Linked DNA regions of Sus scrofa: region 1 is linked to region 2. A link is a contact called in public HiChIP or PLAC-seq data. All regions are on one chromosome and are shown on one strand. Each heading gives the region's core, a stretch centred on a gene start, on an enhancer-like site or on the middle of the called end of the contact. The rest is flanking DNA. Distances are from core to core; before and after follow the strand shown.

Evidence for each region. HiChIP or PLAC-seq counts read pairs in DNA pulled down with a chosen protein or histone mark.
Region 1: an H3K27ac HiChIP or PLAC-seq map of skeletal muscle shows a contact between it and region 2. The contact joins two enhancer-like sites. A contact is called at or near these places in 2 of 47 Hi-C or Micro-C datasets (both in skeletal muscle) and 1 of 2 datasets of contacts at active chromatin or transcription factors (skeletal muscle).

What each region holds. Positions count from the first base shown.
Region 1 is chr9:53,229,269-53,232,765 of Sscrofa11.1, forward strand. No RefSeq gene overlaps it. Among named protein-coding and RNA genes, the nearest start is that of CDON, 52 kb to the left of the region's middle. Within about 2 kb of position 1,528, at least 25 of the 83 cell types and tissues checked have an H3K27ac peak or open chromatin away from gene starts, as enhancers often do. A contact at or near this core is called in skeletal muscle, where this site is marked.
Region 2 is chr9:53,076,609-53,080,045 of Sscrofa11.1, forward strand. It overlaps CDON (cell adhesion molecule-related/down-regulated by oncogenes), which reads right to left. Exons shown (of 20, transcript XM_021063103.1): 20 at 2,935-3,437. Among named protein-coding and RNA genes, the nearest start is that of DDX25, 49 kb to the left of the region's middle. Within about 2 kb of position 1,908, at least 32 of the 83 cell types and tissues checked have an H3K27ac peak or open chromatin away from gene starts, as enhancers often do. A contact at or near this core is called in skeletal muscle, where this site is marked.

The DNA.
Region 1 (3,497 bases), core at 278-2,777, 150 kb after region 2:
AGTTCTTCATCTGTTTCTATATGGCACCAGCCGGAGAAGCAGTCTCAGTGGCAGAGGGCTGACTCTGTGTGTGTTGGGGCAGAGGTGGATGGTGGGGTGAGGGGGGAGGAGGAGGAGGAGAAGGAATTAGTAGCCCCTAGCCTAACAATACTGGTCTCGTCTCCAAACGTTGTCAGGAAAGCCCACAGACTGATGGGAGCCAGAGGATGCTGGCGCCTCGGGGACACGTGCCCACCTACTCTTTTCTTCATAATTCCTCTGGGTTTTTGAGGGGAGCAGGGGTAAAAGCTGTAGATTACACAAGAGCCTTAACCTGAAAAGGAAGAGCTCAGTCTTCCTTTCCTACCCGACAGGCCCAGTTGGTATCCCAGCCCACGTCCCCCTGGGGCTGTGAGCAGAACACTGAGGCATGAAGCCCAGCCCAAAAGACTCTGGCGTGTGTGGAGTCCATGCCCCCCCCCGGGGAGGGGGTGCAGAGGGCAGACACTCACTCTGCTCTGTTTGCCAACGAGCTTTCTCCCAGGGGATTAACAGGGCCTTCCTGCCACCCCTCTGGCTGGTGCAGGAGCCAGAACACCAACCCTGGCTGCCAGCCAGCCTGCGTTTGGGGGGCCATGCTCCCTCAGAGACTTGCAGACGCACTGCTAGGTCCTCAGGGCGGCGGGAGGGAGGGAGATGCCTCTGGGGAGTCCCTGGGGCCACCCAGCCGGGAAGTACCAGCCCTGAACTCCAGCCAGCTCTGGCTTTGGGGAAACGGGCCGCCTGGCCTGAGGCTGATAGATAACAGGGAGTCAGGAGTGTCTCTCGTGGTTTGTCCCCGCGCCCCCCAAGTCAGAGAACATATGACCAATATATAACCTGGAAGACAGAAGGGGGCAAGGTGCTGACCATGGGTCTCAGTCTTTGGGGAAACGTGTTGCCTGTGGCAGAGGCCAATCTGAACTAACAGGTGGGGGTGCTCACGGACAGGGATGGGAGTGCGAGGAGACCAGAGGAGCGGGATCCTCTTACAGGTCCCATCGAATGGGAAGCAGCTGGTGTGTGTCTCCAAGTCTTGAAAGAAATGACATGAGCTGCCAGGAAACCCTGGAGTCACCCTCCTTCGATAGATGAGGGACAAGGTGAGGCCCAGTGAGGTGACTTGCCAAAGGCCAAGGATTATGGTCAGCAGAGCCTGGCGTAGAACCAGTCGTTCTGTCATTATACCCTGTCCCTCTGGTTCTCCTCCACCGTCTCTTAGGGCCCTGCTGCCACCCCCGAGCACGAAGGCAAGAGGGAGATAAGCAATTCTCTTCTGCTTAGATGGAAGGTTAGGACTACGGCAGCCCTTGAGGAAGGCAGACGCACTAGAGCCCATGGCCCTGAAGGCGGCGCTCCAGAGCCAGAAGGCCTGGAACCATGCAGGGGCCCCCAAGACCAGCTCTAATTCTAGGAGGCTGCACTTGCCTCTCGCCTTGTCCTTCCCTGCACTCTGCTAAGTAAACAAACACGGCACTCAGGCAGCTCTCTGCTGGCAAACACCCCCGACTTAGCAACGGCTCCTAGAATAAATAAACACTCGTACTCTGCAGGCTTACACACGCCTGTGCTCCCTGCCGTCCACTGAGCCCCCATCGGGACCCAGTCTTAGCAGAGAGGCTACCATCAGGGTTGTGGCTGAGACTGCCACCTTCCGCCAGGGTAATAGGACGATCTGGGACCCTTATGCTTGGAGACCCAGTCTGGAGGCAGAGTCTCTTCTAAGAAGCACTGAAGTCAACCCTGAGGGCCAGTGGAATGTGAGGGGACCTTCAGGATGATGTAGTAATGAGATCAGCCAGCGGAAGCCCGGGGAGAGAAGACTTGCCCAAGTGCTTAAGAATGCATCTCCCAGGAGTTCCCCTTGAGGCACCATGGAAAAGAATCCAACTAGGAACCATAAGGTTGTGGGTTTGATCACTGGTCTCGCCCAGTGGGTTAAGGATCCGGTGTTGCCGTGAGCTGTGGTGTAGGTCGAAGACACTGCATGGATCCTGTGTTGCTATGGCTGTGGTGCAGGCTTGCAGCTGTAGCTCCGATTAGATCCCTAGACTGGGAACCTCCATATGCCACGGGTACGGCCCTAAAAAGCAAAAAAAAAAAAAAGAAAAAGAAAAAGAAAAAAGAAAGAATGGGTCTCCCAGAGGCAACTCTTTCCCCTCCCTCAAAAAAGGCCTTTCTCCTGCCAGTCATTTGGATCATTTTCACTGTGGCACTTTGTGGTCAGGAGACAAGCACAAGATGGCAAAACCTCAAGAAATGACAATTAGATAGTAAATGACCTTCTCCATGAGGCCTAGGGAAGGTGAAGGAAGAGTGCTCCCACCACATGGTCACAGTGGCCACAGTGGCCTTCCCTTCCTAGGAGCTGTCTTGTCTTTTCCTTGGGAAGGGTGGCTTCCTGTGACAACCAGCTCACAGCTGAGTGCCAGCCACCTCCTTATCAGTAAGTCAGATGGGAATGGCAGTTACCTAGCGCTTGAGCTCCAACTGGGGAACAGTCAAAGCAAAGTCATCTTAGGCCAAAGGAACTGGAGGTGAACAACAGGAAGATATGTTTAATACCTAAGAAAATCAAGACAGCTGAGAGGGAGGCGGGTAGGTAGTGGTGTTTAAACCAAAGCTCAGGGCAGAACATGGGGAGGGGCCCACAGTGGAGACCAGGCATGGTGGGGGCAGAGCAGCACCAGGCCTTTTTGTTATTAGCTATGGGCCAGGGTGCAAGTTACCCAAATTGTTCTGTGTCTACAATTGTCACTTAGGAGTTCCCTGGTGACCGTGAAGTTATAGAATCCAGCGTTGTCACGGCTATGGTTTAGGTTATTGCTGTGGTATGGGTTTGATCCCTGGCCTTGGAACTTTCACATGCCGCAGGCAAGGCCAACAAACTAAAATAAAACAAAATAAAATTGTCGCCTTAGGTGGTTGCTGTAAAGATGAATTGAATGCCATGTATTGTCTCTAGCACTAGCTCTGCTGCCATCCACAGCAATGGATGACCATGGTAAGGTTTTCCATCCCAGCTCTATTTCCCTTTATTGTATGAAAAAATAAATAAATAACTGAGTTGAAATAAGATGATATGTGTGAAAATAACCTACAAAATTGAGGCATTAGCATCTTCTTTTCTTTATAGGGCCACATTTGCAGCTTATGGAAGTTCCTAGGCTAGAGGTTGATTAGGAGCTGCAGCTGCCAGCCTACACCACAGCCACAGCAACGCCAGATCTAAGCCATGTGTGCAACCTACACTGCAGCTCGAGGCAATGCCAGATCCTTTAACCCACTGAGCAAGGCCGGGGATTGAACCCACGTCCTCCACGTCCTCATGGACATTAGTCAGGTTTTTAACCTGCCGAGCCACAATGGGAACTCCGGAGGTATTAGGATTTAAAGTTTCCCTGTGCAGATCAACCTGACCCCAGCATATTTCTAAAGTCCAAGTTTTATTCATTGGTGATTGCATATTGTTAGTATAA
Region 2 (3,437 bases), core at 658-3,157:
GTGGTGGCAACAGTGGCCTCTCTGCTGGTGTTCCAGTATGCTGCCCGGCACCCTGAGACCTTCCCCCGTGAGTGGGAAACTGAAGGGCAGGGTCGCTTGATCTGGTGAGGTGGCCAGGCCCAGACCTATTCCAAGGACAGATGTAGACTCCCCTGGGCAAGGAATCTAGGTGCTTCCTTTTTTTTTTTTTTTTTTTTTTTTTAATCCTTTCTTTCTTGGCTGCCCCACAGCCTATGGAGCTCCCAGGCCAGGGATCAGATCAGTGCTGCAATCTCAGCCTAAGCTGAAGCTGCAACAACACTGGATCCTTAACCCACTGTGCGGGGCCAGGGATGGAACCCATGTCCCAGTGCTCCCAAGACGCCACCAATCCCTTTGTGCCACAGAGGGAGCTCCTAGGCTCTTCTTTAATTGTGACCTTGGACTTCCCCTGTGGCCTACAACATAACTACAGGAATTGTCTCTTAATTGTGGCCTCTCCCCAGATGTCCCTCAGGGCTCGAATCCCCAACCTCAGGTATCCAGGGCCACCCCCTTTTGGGTTTTCCTGAGTCTCGGGGAGGGGAGGGTTATTCTTCTGGGACCTAGCTCATTGCTCAAGAAATGCACCTCTTCCTTTTCTTCCTACAGGCCTTGGTCGGTTGCTAGTTCCCATGTAAGTATGGTAACCCAAGTCATTCTCAGGGTCAGGATTTTCTTCTACATGGAAGAGAAGCCTGGGAAGGTGCAGTTGTCATTAACTTTACTCCCCCACTTCACCCTCAGGGAGCAAAGTCGTCAATATCGGGGTTCGGGGAATAGCCCTGAGGCAACGACAGGTAAGCCTGATTTTATCCCAAAGGTTATTCCTGCAAAAGGAGAACACTCCTGAGTTTCATGCATGATGCCACCCCTCTTGTTCTCTGGGAACAATCTGGGACACCCCCCCTCCCAGTCCTCTCTCTCTCCTTTGCCTGTGTTTGTTCTTTGTAGGCATTGAACCACCACCCATCACCCCAGATTCAGATCCTGCACAAGAGTCCACAGAGGCTCCTGTAAATGTCACCATCACAGTGACTACAACGCCATGAATCCCCAAGGGGAAGGTGCAAACACGCTTAGGGAAGACAAGGGGGGAAGGGACATCCCCTTTGTCACACTTAGTCTGAAAACCAAGCTAGCTAAGAACCCCAACTACCCCTTCCCACTGAATATCCAGCTTTTACAACCAGCACAAGGCTCAGCCACAGGGCCTCTAAATGACTGGGTTACAAGTCCTGACCTTGCTTGGGGAAGACAGAGGTGGAAGGACAAGGAAGGCATACAACTGGGGAAAAGACCGGCTGTCCAAGGGCAAGTGAGAATCATGGTGCCAGAAACAGTGCCATGGGAGCAAGCTGGCTGCTTCTAGACAGTCTGTGACCTGAGCAGTTCCTCAATAAATCATGCACACTGCTCTCACCAGTGGTGTTATTCCAACTGCAGCTCCCACACGGAGAGGCTGATCAGGCTTCAGCTGGGTCCCAGGTTTCCCTAAGGGGAGAAAGCCAGGAGATGGGAGATAGGCACGCATGTGTGCCCTTCAGTCAACGCAGCAAGAGACGTGCTCTTCCAGTTCTTTCTGAATCCCAAATTCCCTCCCAAAGAACACAAGCTTCAGATGTAAGACCAGCTTAATCAGGGCTGGCAGCAGCCAGGTGCCAATCCCAGAGCCTCTGTCTCCCTTTACCTTTCCTGTAGGAACAGCACTGAGGCTGCTGTGGTCAAAGGGACTCACAGCCGCTAGACTCTGGGGTCTGTGCCAACAAGGCAGGACAGGGGTTCCTGCCACCAGGCCTGGGGAGCTGGCTGACAGGGGACCAGGGCTGGCCAAAGTCACACTCTGTCAGCTGCCAGCATGACTCACTGGCTCCAAGCGTGTGTGTCTGACATCTGGGTGAAACACAAACGCAGGCTTGTTTGAGGGCCTTGAAGAGTCAGCAGAGCTGCCTCTGCGGGGGACTCAGATGAGAAGAAACAGCGAGGGCGCCAAGGATGATCCTGCCAGGAATCAGGAAAGTGGCGCCTCAGAGGAGACGGGAAACTGACTGAAACTAAGTTCTTCTCAGGTTCTCACAGAGTCAGACTTTATTAGAAGAGGGGTTTCAAGTTCCCTCAGAGCTCTCAGGATCAGGGCTGAGGTTCCAGGAAGACTTATTTATATCTAGGGAACACAGCTTAACAAGGCCCCACCCTATGCAAAAGTCCCTGGTCAAAGCAGCCCAGACTCCTTTTTTTTTAGGGCAGTAAAGCAAAGCTACTTCTCCTTTTTTTCTTTTTAGTTCGCACCTGCGGCATATGGAAGTTCCCAGACTAGGGGTTGAACCAGAGCTGCGACTGCAGGCCTATTACCACAGCCATGGCAACGTCAACGCCGGATCTGAGCCACATCTGCCAGAGCCTTAACCCACTAAGCAAGGCCAGGGATCGAACCTGCATTCTCATGGAGACAGTGTTGGGTTCTTAACCCACCTAGCCACTACGGGAACTTCCAGAGCTGCTTCTTGAGGAGACTTAGTTTCTACCCTGGGGTTCATATGGAACATGGCTCTAGGTTAACAGCAAAAACAGACAGTTCTGAGAAGGAACCACTCTTCCCCATTCTCCTCATGCTTCTCTGCCCTCCCCCCCAACCCCTGCTTCCTTCCAGAGAAGGGAGTCTCCCTGCTTCAACACAGCTCCTTCGGGCAGGTATTTTCCCAGCCTCCCCATAAAACGCTTGCCCTGGATCCTTTTCCTTTGGAGCCTGATGAAGTCACAACAGAAGGGATTAACTTGGCTCCTGGATGGGAACAGGCGATTTGCAGGGGTCCAAGACACTTCAGAGTAAGATGCTTGCCCATCCCAACCACAAGCTGTAAGCAGCTTTACACAAACAGGGGGTTACATGGGGACCCCCAGCTTCACAAGCTACTCTTCATGAAAGCAGCATTCTCTTTTAATAGAAAATCATATCAACCAAATAAAACCTGTCAAAGCTACATCATTTAAAATATATACAATTTCAAACATAATATTACAACTTTAAGGAAAATAAAACATACTTTCCAATATGATACAAAAACATGCATCTTGAAATAAGTCATTGCTTTAAAAGAGAGCAACACAGGTGAAATTCAGTCATAAAGTGAACTTCTTGGCAGTACCGTAGCTGGAATGAGACTTGCCTCATGATCAGCTTAACAAGGATGTATCAGTCTTTGCAGACCCATTCAATACAAACAAAACCCAGAAAGACATGCCTTTTTCTTAAAGACCACTTCAAAAGGTTTAAAACATTGCCATTTCACTTACACCCTGTACAGCACCTATCAGCAGACGATGAGTGCATAACCGAAAGAAGGGCAAAAAAAGGCAGTAAAATGATGAAATGAGATAGGAGTGGGGAAGTTTCGTGCTGAAACAAAGACTCGAAGGGA